Linked DNA regions of Mus musculus: regions 1 and 2 are each linked to region 3. Evidence: chromatin contacts called from public HiChIP or PLAC-seq and promoter capture Hi-C data. All regions are on one chromosome and are shown on one strand. The core of a region is the stretch at or near the end of the contact, and the rest is flanking DNA. Distances in the headings are between cores, read along the strand shown.

Region 1 (4,453 bases), core at 104-2,603, 2.9 Mb before region 3:
ATTTCGGAGAGGCTAGCTGTTTAGAATTCATGAAGGCTCTAAGTTACCGATTTGCATGTTTGTTAGGAGGCAGAGATCTGAGGGAATAGAAAGTAAAACAAACAAACAAAACCAAAACAATCTAGGGAATTTTCCTGCCTCCCGACAGATACTCCACTCCGTGTGAAAGTTAGCCCTGCCTAAGGCATCTAGTTGGTTTGGTTTTTGCTCTGCCTTAGGAGAGGTGTCAGCTTAATAACAACGTTAATTATAATAGACAATAAATGATAATTTATGGGCGATCAAGAACCAAGAGGCTGTGGGAGCCTTCATTAAAACCAAAAGCAAACAGTACAACCATAACCTCTAGAAGCACACTTATTAGATATCTATATACCCTCATCAATCTGCAGTTTTTATTGAAAGGTCCCTCCTTTGAACTTTTTATTATGGAAAAAAAATTTCAAGGCACACAAATGCACTCACAATTCTGTAATGCAGTCTCTACTACCCACCGCCCAACTTCAACAAGTCAGCTGTGTAACCAACTAGTTGAATTTAGCTTTTTTTCTTTCCTGAGTCAGATCGATTAAAAAAAAATTATCTCGGTAAGCATCTTGGAATGTTAAGAGCTTGACTGTTTATTGCAAAATACACCGGTGGTACAACTAAGAAGTTCAGGACGCCCTTCTGCACTCCTGGAAACGCTGTTACAGAGTTATGTGACCTCGGATTTTCGGGGTGTGACCAGAGGCGACAGCCTCGGGCCTCGCCTAGACTGAGCTAGAGTTCCTAGGCAGCTGTGGACCCCGGCACGTAACCGAGCACCACAAATGCCACCCACCCAAGCATGCGCAATCCAGACCCCAGAGTTGCTAAGGCCCCGGAAGAAGATAAGAGAGTCGGGATATATTGAGAGCCAATCAGAGGACGCAACAGCCAGTCGGCCAGCCAATCCAGATTCGAGATTAAATCAAGTCCTCAGCAGTCGGCTTGCCCCACCCTTGTCCAATCAGGGAGCCCGCTACTTTGGGCGGACTTTTCAAAACAGCGAAAACAAAACAAATCGGGGGACCTTTAAAAGGTGTGAGGCGTCCAGAAACTGTCTCCTTCCGCTCTCCGATCGGCTCGCTCATCTTTGCTCCCTTCCGGTTCCATTCTGAAATGAGGCTGGAATCCAGATTCCACTCCCTACCATAGATCCTGGCTCCGCAAGGCCAAGAGGAACAGAAGGGGCCAAGAGAGGCTGGGAACTGAGGCTCGGAGCAGGGACTCTTTTTCTCAGATCCACTGGGCGAGCGAGCGAGGATCCCTCCGCGCGCAGTCACGCGCCCCGCCCCTTGGGGGCGTCGCAGACTCAAAACAAAAACAAGGGGTTTGCTCAGCTCCGGAGGCTGCGGCGGAGCCGGGAGGAGGTGGCGGTGCAGGGCGGGCGCTGAGCCCCGCTGAGGAGCAAGATGCAGCCGGGGCTGTGAGGCCGGGCGGCGGCGGGGAGGTCGGATGCGGGTCTCGGGGTGCCGCTGAGGAGGCTGGTCCCTGAGCTCGGAGACGGGTCCGGACGCCCCCGCCGCGCCGGTCCGTGACGCCGGGGCCGACACGGTGAGTGGGCCTCCCGGGTGGCTCTGGGTTTGGTGGCTCCGGGTCTGGATCGCGGTTTGCTTTGATGGTGGAGTCCCCCAGCCGCAGCTGAGGGACTGACAGGGGCTCCAGGGTGTTCTGAGGCTATACGGTGGGTTGACAGCCCCGGGGCTTCGCACCGTTACTGAGCCCAAGTATTAGGCTACTGCTCGCTGCGGGCGTACTGGACTCCCCACTGTCTCCCCAGCATCCCCCAAGCTACTGGGCCGCCCTGTCTCGAGTTGCGGGGCTCGTCAAAGCTGCAGAAGCTGCGGGGGTAGCTTGGAGGTGGGCTCCGCGACGGGCTCCCGGGGCGGGGCTCCGAAGCCGCCTCCTTCCAGTTCTTTGTTCAGTCTCGAGACTCCCCCTCCCTTCTCTCCTATTGTGCAACGCCCCGCCCCAGAACCCGCTTCGGTGGCTTCAGTCTTCCGGTCCCCCGCTTTCCTCTAGGGCCTAGAGTCTAGTTAGAAGTCCCTGCTGTGCTGTCCAGGTGATGCGGACAGTAGGGGACATTACGCTTCTTGGACACTTTTCCTGTACGTCAAACGCTGTCGGCCACAGAGCTGATCAGAACTAGCCCTGGCCAGCGGAGGTGACCGAGATACTGCCCCCCCATGCCACGCCTCCATGTCTTTAGGGGAGGATTCCCCTGAGGCTGGCGGACGTGACCGATCCCCCCCTCACCCGGTTCTGGCTTGCGTGATCTGGGGCGCCCCTAGCTGGAGGGATCGCGGCCAGCTCCTTCTGCTCTCACACCCTACGTATCCGGATTATATTCTTAACCGGCCGCGGTGTATTTGCTGCAGATGAAGGATTTGGGGGCCAAGCACTTGGCAGGTGGCGAAGGGGTTCAGCTTTTCGGATTGTTGAACTTCTACCTGGAACAAGAACAGAGATACCAACCTCGGGAAAAAGGGCTGATCTTGATGGAGGCTACCCCGGAGGTAAATTTGAGAATTGATAGGACTTGGGGGAAGGTGGGAAGGTAACTTTTTGGTTTTCCTCGTACCAAATCAGTACCAAAGGCTAAAAAGTTAAATCCAAAATTGGCCTCACCGTACTAAGAAAAAACGTGAAACGTGAAAGGGTTCTGCTTTTGTTTTTAGTGAATGTGGAAGTTATACCAAGTGTACTGTAGAGGCGTTTCTTCTGGTGGTGGGAAATTCCTAGAGAATATTTCTAATAGGATCTTAGATTGTGTCAGAAAAACCTCATCAAGGAACCCACATTCTGCTGTAACTACCTTGGGTGGGGCAACACTTCACGTTATATTGAGTTGGCTAAAGTTCTGTATTGGATAAATTTTAAAAGTAGTGATTTATCTGAACGTAGTGTGATAGCTTTAGGAGGTCATGTGTACAATGGGGAAAACTAAAGGGAGAGTAGGTTTTGAACCACCTCTATTCCATTCTAAGAAAATAAACTTTGATTCTTGGTTTTTAATTTCAGAATGATAACACTTTGTGTTCAAGACTGAGAAATGCCAAAGTGGAAGATTTAAGAAGTTTAACTAACTTCTTTGGATCTGGCACTGAAACTTTCGTTCTGGCTGTCAATATTTTGGATAGATTCTTGGCCCTTATGAAGGTATTTAATTGCTTTTTATAAAATCCATATTATATTTTATATCTTTATTTTTTGTTAATTTTTATTTTATCTTTTGATACACGGTTTCTCTGTGTAGCTCTGACTGTTGTGGAACTAGTTCTATAGACTCGGCTGGCCTCCAACCTCAGAGTTCTGCTCGCTTCTGCCTCCCACTCCCAAGTGCTAGGGTCAAAAGTGTGTGTTTCCACTTCTGACAAATCAACATGTTTCCAATGGCCAGTGCCCAACACAGTCTCTAACACATACAGGGCTCAATATTTGTCAAATGAAATGTAATAAAGCCTCCTGATTATAAACTTATATTAGTCAAATTGTGATCATTCATACTAGAGAGACTGGAAAACTGTATTTCTGCGTCTTCAATAAGGTTTTGCTGTGCCTCTTAAACATGTCCTCTAGTAAGACATTACAGAGGCAGGCCACTATACTTTAAGTACTCTGTGCGTGCTTCCAGGGGTTCAGGGAGTCAAGAAGAATTAACTAAAATTCACTTTGTGAAAAATACTGTAATATCTGTTACAGGCTCATTTATAAAAGTGCCCAAACTGAGTGAGAGGAAAGAAGCTAGACTTTTTATAAAAATAAAATACTGTGTGTGGTGTGTGTGTGTGTGTGAGAGAGAGAGAGAGTGAGAGAGAGAGATTTTCATTAGTTATCCTGTTTCCCTTGGAGCCTTCGTGGTTTTAACACTGAAGCAGGACAAAGAAGTATAAAATTATGCTAACGTTGATCTGCTCCCTTCTCTGTAAGGCCCTTCAAAGCAGGCAGCCACCGTCTTATTAATAGTCAGCAGCAACCGTTAAAAACATGGAAATTCTCTGGCCAATAGGATCGCTGTCAGCTGCTGGGTCACTTTTTAGGGCCCTGAGAAGAAAAGGGCAGCCATTTGTCCGCAGCAGCAGCTGTACATATGTCCTCCACCCTGCAGGGTTCGTGGGGGTGCTTTTCCTGGGCAAGATTACATCACATAATGGTAGAGTTTCATACAAAAAGAGAAGATGCAGAATAGTTTCCCTTCATCCAGTCAGGAGAGTGTGTGTGGTATGTGTTCAGAGAGTTTTTTTTTTTTTTTTTTTTTTTGAGGGAAGATGTACTATTCTCAGTTTTACTAAGTCAGAAATACAAACTATATTTCAGTGCCAGAAAGCAAGCTTTTAAACCAGTTTTGGGATTTTTTTTAATTTGCATTTAAATTTAATAAATGCTTATATAGCCATTTTTTTTTCTTGTTAAAGAGTTTATGGTGGTC
Region 2 (4,089 bases), core at 318-2,817, 2.1 Mb after region 3:
CCTACTGTTTCTAGGCTTTGTATCAATCCGTGTTCCTTACCACACGTTTATTTTTCTTTCTAATAAACAAACTTCTGTATTTGGTTTTACACAGCTCTTTATAACCTATCTTTACATCCACATGCCCCTGTGAGAGAAAAGGACTATTGTTATTTTTTGGGTTTGCTTTTTTGCACCCGACACTTTGGCCAAGTCATTTAAACTCATCCTGTCTCCATATGGAGGATAACACCAATGCTGGTTTTCTAGTGAGTTTGTTGTTGTGATTAAACGAAATAATGGAGATTGTATGGTACTTAGAACAGGGCTGGTATGTGGTAAATTCAAATCAATCACCACACGGAAGCAAGTTTCATATCCTGTGGACCCCAGCGGCAGAAACTTTTTTTTTTTTTTTTAAGCTTTCTGTTGTGTTCAACACACCCAGAATAATGCCTCTGGGACAGAGAGGGGGTGGGTGGTAAGAGAGCACATGGCTGAAAGGTCAGGGTTCTGTAGGACTGAGAAGCTGATATGAGAGGAGCTAGGAGGAGCCTGAATGTCAGCTTGGACTTGAAACCAGGTACATGAGATGCCTAGAGGCCAGCTTGCCCTTCAGAATGCTAAAAGACACAAAAGGCACTTGTCCTCAAGTTTCTTTTGGACCAGACAGTACAGAGACCTCTCCTCTCTACTTGTGATAATGTTTTAGGCCACATGAAATTTTTTCCCCTCTATGCTTGGAGTTTAGTTTCTATAGCTTTCTAGATAATTATACAATATAAATTGTTGGTAGCCTGTTTTTAAAATAAAGCTATAACTTATTGTGCAACTTGGGGTCTTAAATAGACCTGGCTTTACTTTGCCCCCCTCCCCCCCAAAAAATGGAAAAGATTCATTGCAGAATCTGATTTGATTTCTACAAATGCTGAGATGATTGTAAAGTCCCTTGGCATAACAGCAAGCATCTGTGCTTCTGGTGTGGAAACAGTTGTACAAGTCTGCTCTAATGAGAAATGTTTCAGATTCAATTTTATACTATAGTATTTTAAAGAAATGAGTAAATAGAAACACAAGTCAATATCAGCTTCTCAATGGGATATATCATTCCATGATTAGGATCCCTCCCCCCCAACCCAATTTTTTAAAGGACGTTCAAGGAGGCAAGATTTTTCAAGTAATTTTCAACTTATTGAAATTTAAATAACAAAAAGTAAAGGAACTGAAAGGCAGAAGGCAGGAGCAAAGGAGATCACTAAGGCTGCTTCGTTTGGGAAGTTTATACATTGTTCCTGGCACACAAGTAACCAACCATAACTTGCCTTTAAGTTGTAATTTATACAACTGATCACGTGCTATTTTGAAGCACCCAGCAAGACTATTTCCCCTAGATTTCCGGGATACTCTTCTGTCGAGGTTCTTACTGCAAACACTGAGCAGGCACCTTCGGACTTTGCTAAGGCTTTTACACCAAAAAAGTTGGGTTTGCCCTGCAGGGCTGACCGCTCCCAGGGGTTAGAAGCCGCCCAGGGATCCGGCTGGGGCAGGGCCAGCGCAGCGCCCTCTGCCCCGCCCCCGCAACCGGCGCGCGTCCGGCCCGCCCACACCGGTTACTAGGGACGCGTCGGTGTAGCCGCGATGGATCAGGACGAGGGGCTGACGGCCGTGGACAACATTGTCACACAGTTCAACACCTATGAAGACTTCCTGGACTCTCAGATCACTACGGTCGACCTGTACTACCTGGAGGTAAGCGCGGGTCCGTCTTGCTGGCCGCGGCGGGGCTTGGTCGCCCCCTGGCGGTGACGGCGCTCACCGCAGGCCTCTGGCTTCGAGAGACTTCTCTGCAGGCTGCAGGAGTCCCCAGCCCTCCAAACGCTGGTGCGCTGCACAGAGGCCGACTTGGTCGCTGTAAAGTAGTAACAAGGCATAAAACCAGGAGGACGCGTTGCTGTGTGCACCTGAGGGCAGGGCAGCGGGAGGTCCCGGATGCTCGAGAAGACTTAGTTGGAGGGATCTTCAAGCTCCGAGCTCCTAACTCCCAACTGCAAGTCTCACAGCCTGGGCTCAGGTTTTCAAAGGAGTCCATCTCCATATTAAGGACAAACAGAGCAAGCACCATTGGGGGCGGGGGGGGGGGGGGAGAATCAACCCTACAGAACTCTGGGAAGGACTTGAATTTGGCCAACTCCCCTCATTTCTCCTGTGCACAAGGCAGTTTATCATATAGACACCCCTCCTTTTTAAATAGGTGCCACTGTATGAAAATAATCTTAAATGAAGAAAATTTGTCCCTTTTGAAATTATCTGTTAAAATAGTTACAAAACATGATTTTTAACAGCAACAGCAGCGATATCACCAAACAACCAAGCTTTTACGTTTATTAGATGGGTAACTTAAAGTTCCATTTGTGTGTACGCACACATGCATAAAAAGTCAGTGGGCAACTTGGAATCGGTTCTGAACTTGTATTCTGTGGTGTCCAGGGAATGAACTCAAGTTTGGCAGCAAGCACCTTTTCCTTAAGCCGTCTCTCCTGCTTTTAGCCAATATTTTAAACCCACAGAAGTTGCTTTAAATCCTTGCATCTGAAATGAAGCCACTGAATTGATAATTACAATAGATGTTGCAAGAAGCTTATGTAGAAAGAAGGGGAGGTAGGAAGAGAAAGGGTGAGTCCATCTTAATTATCTGACCGGCCAGAGGATGAGGAGCGCGGTTGGCACTTGGTTGGTAGACCGGAAGTAGTGATGCGGAAGTAGTGATGCGGAAGTAGTGATGCGGAAGTAGTGATGCTCCGGAGGTTGAGGAGCGTGGTTGGCGGGACGGAAGTAGTGCGTCTCCATCCTCTGTTTCCCGTGTTCACTAAATAACGACAGAACACTAAAACAACTGCATTGCCACGGCAGCGAGTAACATTAGCTTTGCTGAACTAATTAACAACTTTTATTCTATAAGTTAGCATCATCTAATAAAACCAACCAGTTCAGTGAGTGGAGAAATGATTGACAAGCTTCAGCAAAATTGCTAAGCTATGGGTTTTAGATCCTTTTCCAGTCATCTGCCCCTCTGACTAAACACAGTCCTTCTCTTTAGTGGCTGCCTGCGGACTACCGGAAAAATAAAAATTCCAGTTGAATTTCTTTTCTCAGGTAAGGGGTGAAAGAAATATTAAAATGATTTAAAGATTTCCCTAGATAATGGATTCCAGTCATGGATAAATTAATTACAGATATAAACGACATGAAGTTTTACTCAAAATATTTTTTTTTCCAATACTGAGAACATTTTGGGCTAAGGATATAGCTCGGTAGTAGAGTGCTTGCTGGTTTGCTTGAGGCCCTAGGTTTAATCCCCAGTACACACACACACACACACACACACACACACACACACACACACACACGCAACGACACGCCAGCTAATTTTGATATGCTTTGACTAGCTCAATGGTTTGGCACTTCTAAAAGTCACCATGGCTAGTATACATTCCCCTCCCGTATTCTTGAATTAATATTTGCTAAATCCATATTTCATCTCTTCGACCACAAACCCAATCAGGAAATGGTACCTCGGGCCTTTAGGGCCCTAGGCCTTTAGGTCTGTTCTCCTTGTTCCCCCATCTCGGATTCCTTCCTCTTCCTCCTCTCTCCCTCTGCCCCTTGCCTGCACAATCTAAAAGTCCTTCCCTGACTTTCTGCCCAGCTGTAAGGCAATTCTGTTTGTTTGTTTGTTTTGGTTTGTTTTTTTTGAGACAGGGTTTCTCTGTATAGCTTTGGCTGTCCTGGAACTCACTTTGTAGACCAGGCTGGCCTTGAACTCAGAAATACGCCTGCCTCTGCCTCCCTAGTGCTGGGATTAAAGGTGTGCACCACCACGCCCCGGCTTGTAAGGCAATTCTTGGTTACCAAAGGAAGCTAGCTGGGGGCGGGGACCCTCAGGTCTGGAAGTGCGACTTTGGGAGCTGAATTAAGACAAAGCCTTAGAACCAATTCCCAACATTTTTTCAGGTGCTTCTCTGCCATTCGGTATTCCTCAGGTGAGAATTCTTTGTTCAGCTCTGAGCCCCATTTTTTAATGGGGTTATTTGATTTTCTGGAGTCCACCTT
Region 3 (4,069 bases), core at 718-3,217:
TGGATGGTTGTGTTCTCATGGTAGGCATTTTCAGGTGAGGACCAACTGACTCCAGCTGTGGAGATGAATCTAAGAGCCAGCAACAGGAGAATTTGTGTATATTCTTAGACGGAGTTAACTTTAAGTATCATGAGGTGACTGCCAGTTTTCCAGCTCCCTCTTATCTATGCATCTAAGCACAAGGTTTGGTACTTAGTAGTTGCTCAGGTATGTGTGAAAAGAGCATAGAAGGAAAAGAGGACAAGCAGAAACAAAGTTATCAAAGTAGAGTCAAGTTCTAAGGTTTTCTTTACTTTTTTTTAAACAGTCGCAGAGCTTTTGAAGTAACTGCTTACATGTTAACAAGAACAGTCTATAAGTAACAATCTTATTCATTTAGATGGCTACTAGGTATAAATATAAAAATAAAGCTTCTGGAAAATTCCAGCTTTGATGAGGTCCATCTTCTGTGAGTAGCTTCAGGAAGCCAAGTTTTGCAGGCTTGAAATTCTTATCAAGTCACTAATTCATATAAGCATGGATTCATTTTTTTTTTTTTTTCAACGTTTACTGCAGACCTTCCTTCCGGTCTGACGCTGTGTGTAGTATGTGCTGAGGTTACAAAAATGAACGACATGATTGCTGCCCACAAAGAGCTCAAAGAGATGGGGAGATACATTGTGACAGCTGCACAGCTCTGTGTGCTCAACCCCCCACTAAATTGTACACTTAGGTTGGTAAATTGTATTATATAGAATAATAGGTCTCAGAATTGTTTCAAATAAATAAAAAAATTACTAATTCTGTTTATTACATAAAACCAGGAAGAAGTGGCCATAATTCAGTCCTGGAAGTATGAAAGGAGACTGCCAACAATGAGCAGAGTCTGAATTTAAATCTTAAGGGGAAAAAATACTGTTAATGTGTTGCATAATAATTCAAACAAAAGCCAGAGAGGAAAAATGTCACAGAGGTGAGAAATGTGTCTTCTGCCCTCCCTTCATCCCTCCCTCCCTCCCTCTCTTTGTGTGTGTGTGTTATGTGTACACTCGCATGTGTGTTAGGAAGGTTGTTGGTTGAGGAGGTAGGCAGAGGCCCGTAAGTGAGCCTTTGGAAATGGCCAATTACTGGAGGAGTTTATTCTTATGAATTAATTCCTGACCAGACTTGGTTTAGAGAAACCACACGGGCAGCTGAGACATAACGGATGTTTTTTTTTTGGGGGGGGGGGGGGTAGGGGGTAGGAAGGGGTCAGAATAACCTGTGCACTGGTCTCTAATTGGCTACGTAGAACAAAAACAAAAACAGACAAACTCCAAAAACCAAAACAAAACCCTAGACGTGTTTCGAAAACTCCAAGCAGTGTACTGCTCCTTAGGTCTGATCAGCACAGCTTGCCAGCAGCCGGAAACCAAAAAGCAGACGGATGAAAGATTAAGGTTTGCTCAAAGGGGGGTGGAAGGGGGTGAGAGAGTGGGACCTCCTGGCCCGCCTTGGGTGGAGGCGAAGTTTGATGGATTCTGTTTTCTCTTTGCTATGAAGAAGATTGAACTCAGAGGCGCGCACACGCTAGCTCCGCGCACGGTCGCCTAGCAATATTCATTTAAAGAAAAACCGAATCTTAAGAAGGCCAAGAGTATAGCGAAGGAAGCTGGGGACACTTCAGCTTTCTCAAGACTTTAGTCAGAGAACCAGGTTCCCTCTATTTAAATGACCGTTCGGAGTACATCTGCAGGGTCCAAAATTAAAAATAAGAAGGAATGAATAATTAATTACAGAGTTTTCAACAAAGCCATTCCCCACCCCCGCCCCGAAGGTTGATAAACCTTTGAACCCGAGCCACGAAAGGCAGTCTCAGACAGGGAACCGACAGGAACCTCGCCACGAGGGCACTGAAGCCAGGTCGTCCCCGCCCTGCTCTTCTGCTCCTACCAACTCCTTCCCCCTTTGCCAGCTTCCGCGCGGAACCCTTTTTCGCATTTCCGTGCAGTTGAAACCCGGGACCCACTTCGTCAGCACAATCCGGAACAGTCAACATGGCGGCGGCCGTAAGGTGCCTCCGTAGAGGTAAGAGGAGCAGTGTTCTTGCGTGGAAAGTAAATCTAGAGCCAAGTTTCCTGTTGCAGCGGAATCCATGGCAGAATCTCGTAGGCACCGGTCAGCTTCTCGGTCCTCGAAATGCTTCCGTGATCTTCTGGGCTCCACAGCCCAGAGGGTCATCAGTGCTTAAAAGCGACACTTAACGCAAGGGTTCTCTCTTGGAGCAGGTCATTTTGAGGATGAAATGGGAGCGGAAATACATTGGCAGTACTTATAGTCAGGGGTGAGGAGTACAAGGCAAGATTCTGTTGTGTGTGTGGGATAGCGGGCGTGTTCAGTTTGATAAGCGAGCCCTGAAGGGAAAGGTGGTATATGAAGTGATTTACATCTGTAAATATCTGAACCTTGGCGTGTTTATGAATAAAGGCGATTCCAGTTAGTAAATTTACAGAGGCTATCGTGTTTATCATTTGGAGACTAATTCTGTAGTGTTTTGTATAGCCATGTCTGAGCACGTTAGACATGGCTAATAGGAATTCACAGTGCCATATACACTATAAGATCTTTTTCATGTGTATGTGTACTTGGTCTATGTATACATGTTCACATGTGTGTGAGTGCATATGTATGTGTGCCCATGGAGGCTCTCTTCTGCCAGCCAGTATCCAGGCTGTTTCCAGAGGCAGAGTTTGTCACTGGACCTGGAGCTTGCGGATCCCACTGTCTCCAGTGAAGCCCCTGGAGGTGGGAGGTGTTGCACTGTGTTTACCCAGCTTTTATGTGGCTGCCAGGAATCTGAATTTCACCCCTCATGCTTGCACAGTAAGAGCTCCGTCACCTCTCATATGAAATTGATCTTTACTTTTAAAATGCAATCAACTCCCCCTCTTCTTTGACCTTGCAGCCCTTCTCCTTCCTCTATTTATTGTGTCTTGTCTCCCCACTGGCCAGGAACATAAGCTTCATAACCTTCCTTATTCCAGTGCTTGTAAAACAATGGTACTTAGACCATCCAGTTTACAAACTGCATCTCCACAATAAAAGTAGACACTGCTTTCTTGATTAAGTTTTGCTAAAAAACAAAAACAATTTGAGACAGGGTTAGGCTCCCATGTGTTGGGACAGGCATCTCCAGCATGCCCATTATTAAAAGTATTGCCTGTTGCATTGAACAGTATAATTTAGTGCTTTGTTTCACATGCTAGTGTAACCTTTTTGTGGTTGCAGATTATAATAGGTCTACTGAGCACTCTTTAAGTAGTGCTAATATGGAATTCTATAATGTGTTTTAAATTGATGTATCCTTGCTTACTAATAAGGTAATACTACTCAGTGGACAGCTTTCACACTATTGGCATTTCCTTTCTAGTTTGAAGTCTTTTTATCCTTCTTGTTTACTTTTCAATTGTGTTGCTCTTTCACACTCAAGATACAACTCGTTTGTCCAGTGAACATGTTGCAAATATACTCTACCCATTTTAGATTCATCTTTTCACTGTATGTGCATGCGGGAAGGTATGTGTGTACATGTGTGTGGATGCATGTAGTGTGATATTTCTCATAACTTTTCCATCCCATTGTTTTTGAAGCAGGGTCTGTCACTAGGACCTGGAGTGTGTTGATTAGCCTCGTCTGGTTGGCCAAGTGAGTCACAGCGATCAGCCTTCTGGTTTTGGAATTTGGAGGAAGAGTCACTGTGCTCAGTGTTTTTTACATGTGTGGTGGGGTGAATGCAGGCCCTCATGCTTGCATGGCAAGCACTTTGCTGATAGTCTCCTCAGCCTCAATTCTTAATTTTTAAAAAGTATATTTGATAAGCAGAAGGTTTGTTTTTTGGATTTTTTTGTCACTTTATTTTTTTTTATTAGATATTTTCTTTATTTGCATTTCAAATGCTATCCCGAAAGTTCCCTATTACCCCCCCTCACCTGCCCTGCTCTCCTACCCACCTACTCCCACTTCTTGGCCCTGGCATTCCCCTGTACTGGGGCATATAAAGTTTGCAAGATCAAGGGGCCTCTCTTCCCAATGATGGCCGACTAGGCCATCT

What was found. Promoter capture Hi-C pulls out the DNA fragments that hold promoters and counts their contacts. HiChIP or PLAC-seq counts read pairs in DNA pulled down with a chosen protein or histone mark.
Region 1: a contact with region 3 is called in an H3K27ac HiChIP or PLAC-seq map of epiblast stem cells, with 11 times the contacts expected there. The contact joins the promoter of Ccng2 here to the promoter of Mrpl1 in region 3. A contact is called at or near these places in 9 of 39 promoter capture datasets (the 3T3-L1 cell line, the C10 cell line, cranial neural crest and 5 more), 1 of 484 Hi-C or Micro-C datasets (B cells), 2 of 115 datasets of contacts at active chromatin or transcription factors (astrocytes and epiblast stem cells) and 1 of 9 other capture datasets (liver).
Region 2: a promoter capture Hi-C map of liver shows a contact between it and region 3, with 2.6 times the contacts expected there. The contact joins the promoter of Cfap299 here to the promoter of Mrpl1 in region 3. A contact is called at or near these places in 4 of 39 promoter capture datasets (the 3T3-L1 cell line, hippocampal neurons and liver).

Annotation. Positions count from the first base shown.
Region 1 is chr5:93,266,220-93,270,672 of GRCm38.p6, forward strand. Ccng2 (cyclin G2) reads left to right here and starts at 1,354. Exons shown (of 8, transcript NM_007635.4): 1 at 1,354-1,578; 2 at 2,403-2,540; 3 at 3,046-3,183. The coding sequence starts at 2,403.
Region 2 is chr5:98,327,737-98,331,825 of GRCm38.p6, forward strand. It overlaps Cfap299 (cilia and flagella associated protein 299), which reads left to right and starts at 1,568. Exons shown (of 6, transcript NM_001024614.1): 1 at 1,568-1,728. The coding sequence starts at 1,618.
Region 3 is chr5:96,208,148-96,212,216 of GRCm38.p6, forward strand. It overlaps Mrpl1 (mitochondrial ribosomal protein L1), which reads left to right and starts at 1,968. Exons shown (of 9, transcript NM_053158.3): 1 at 1,968-2,046. The coding sequence starts at 2,016.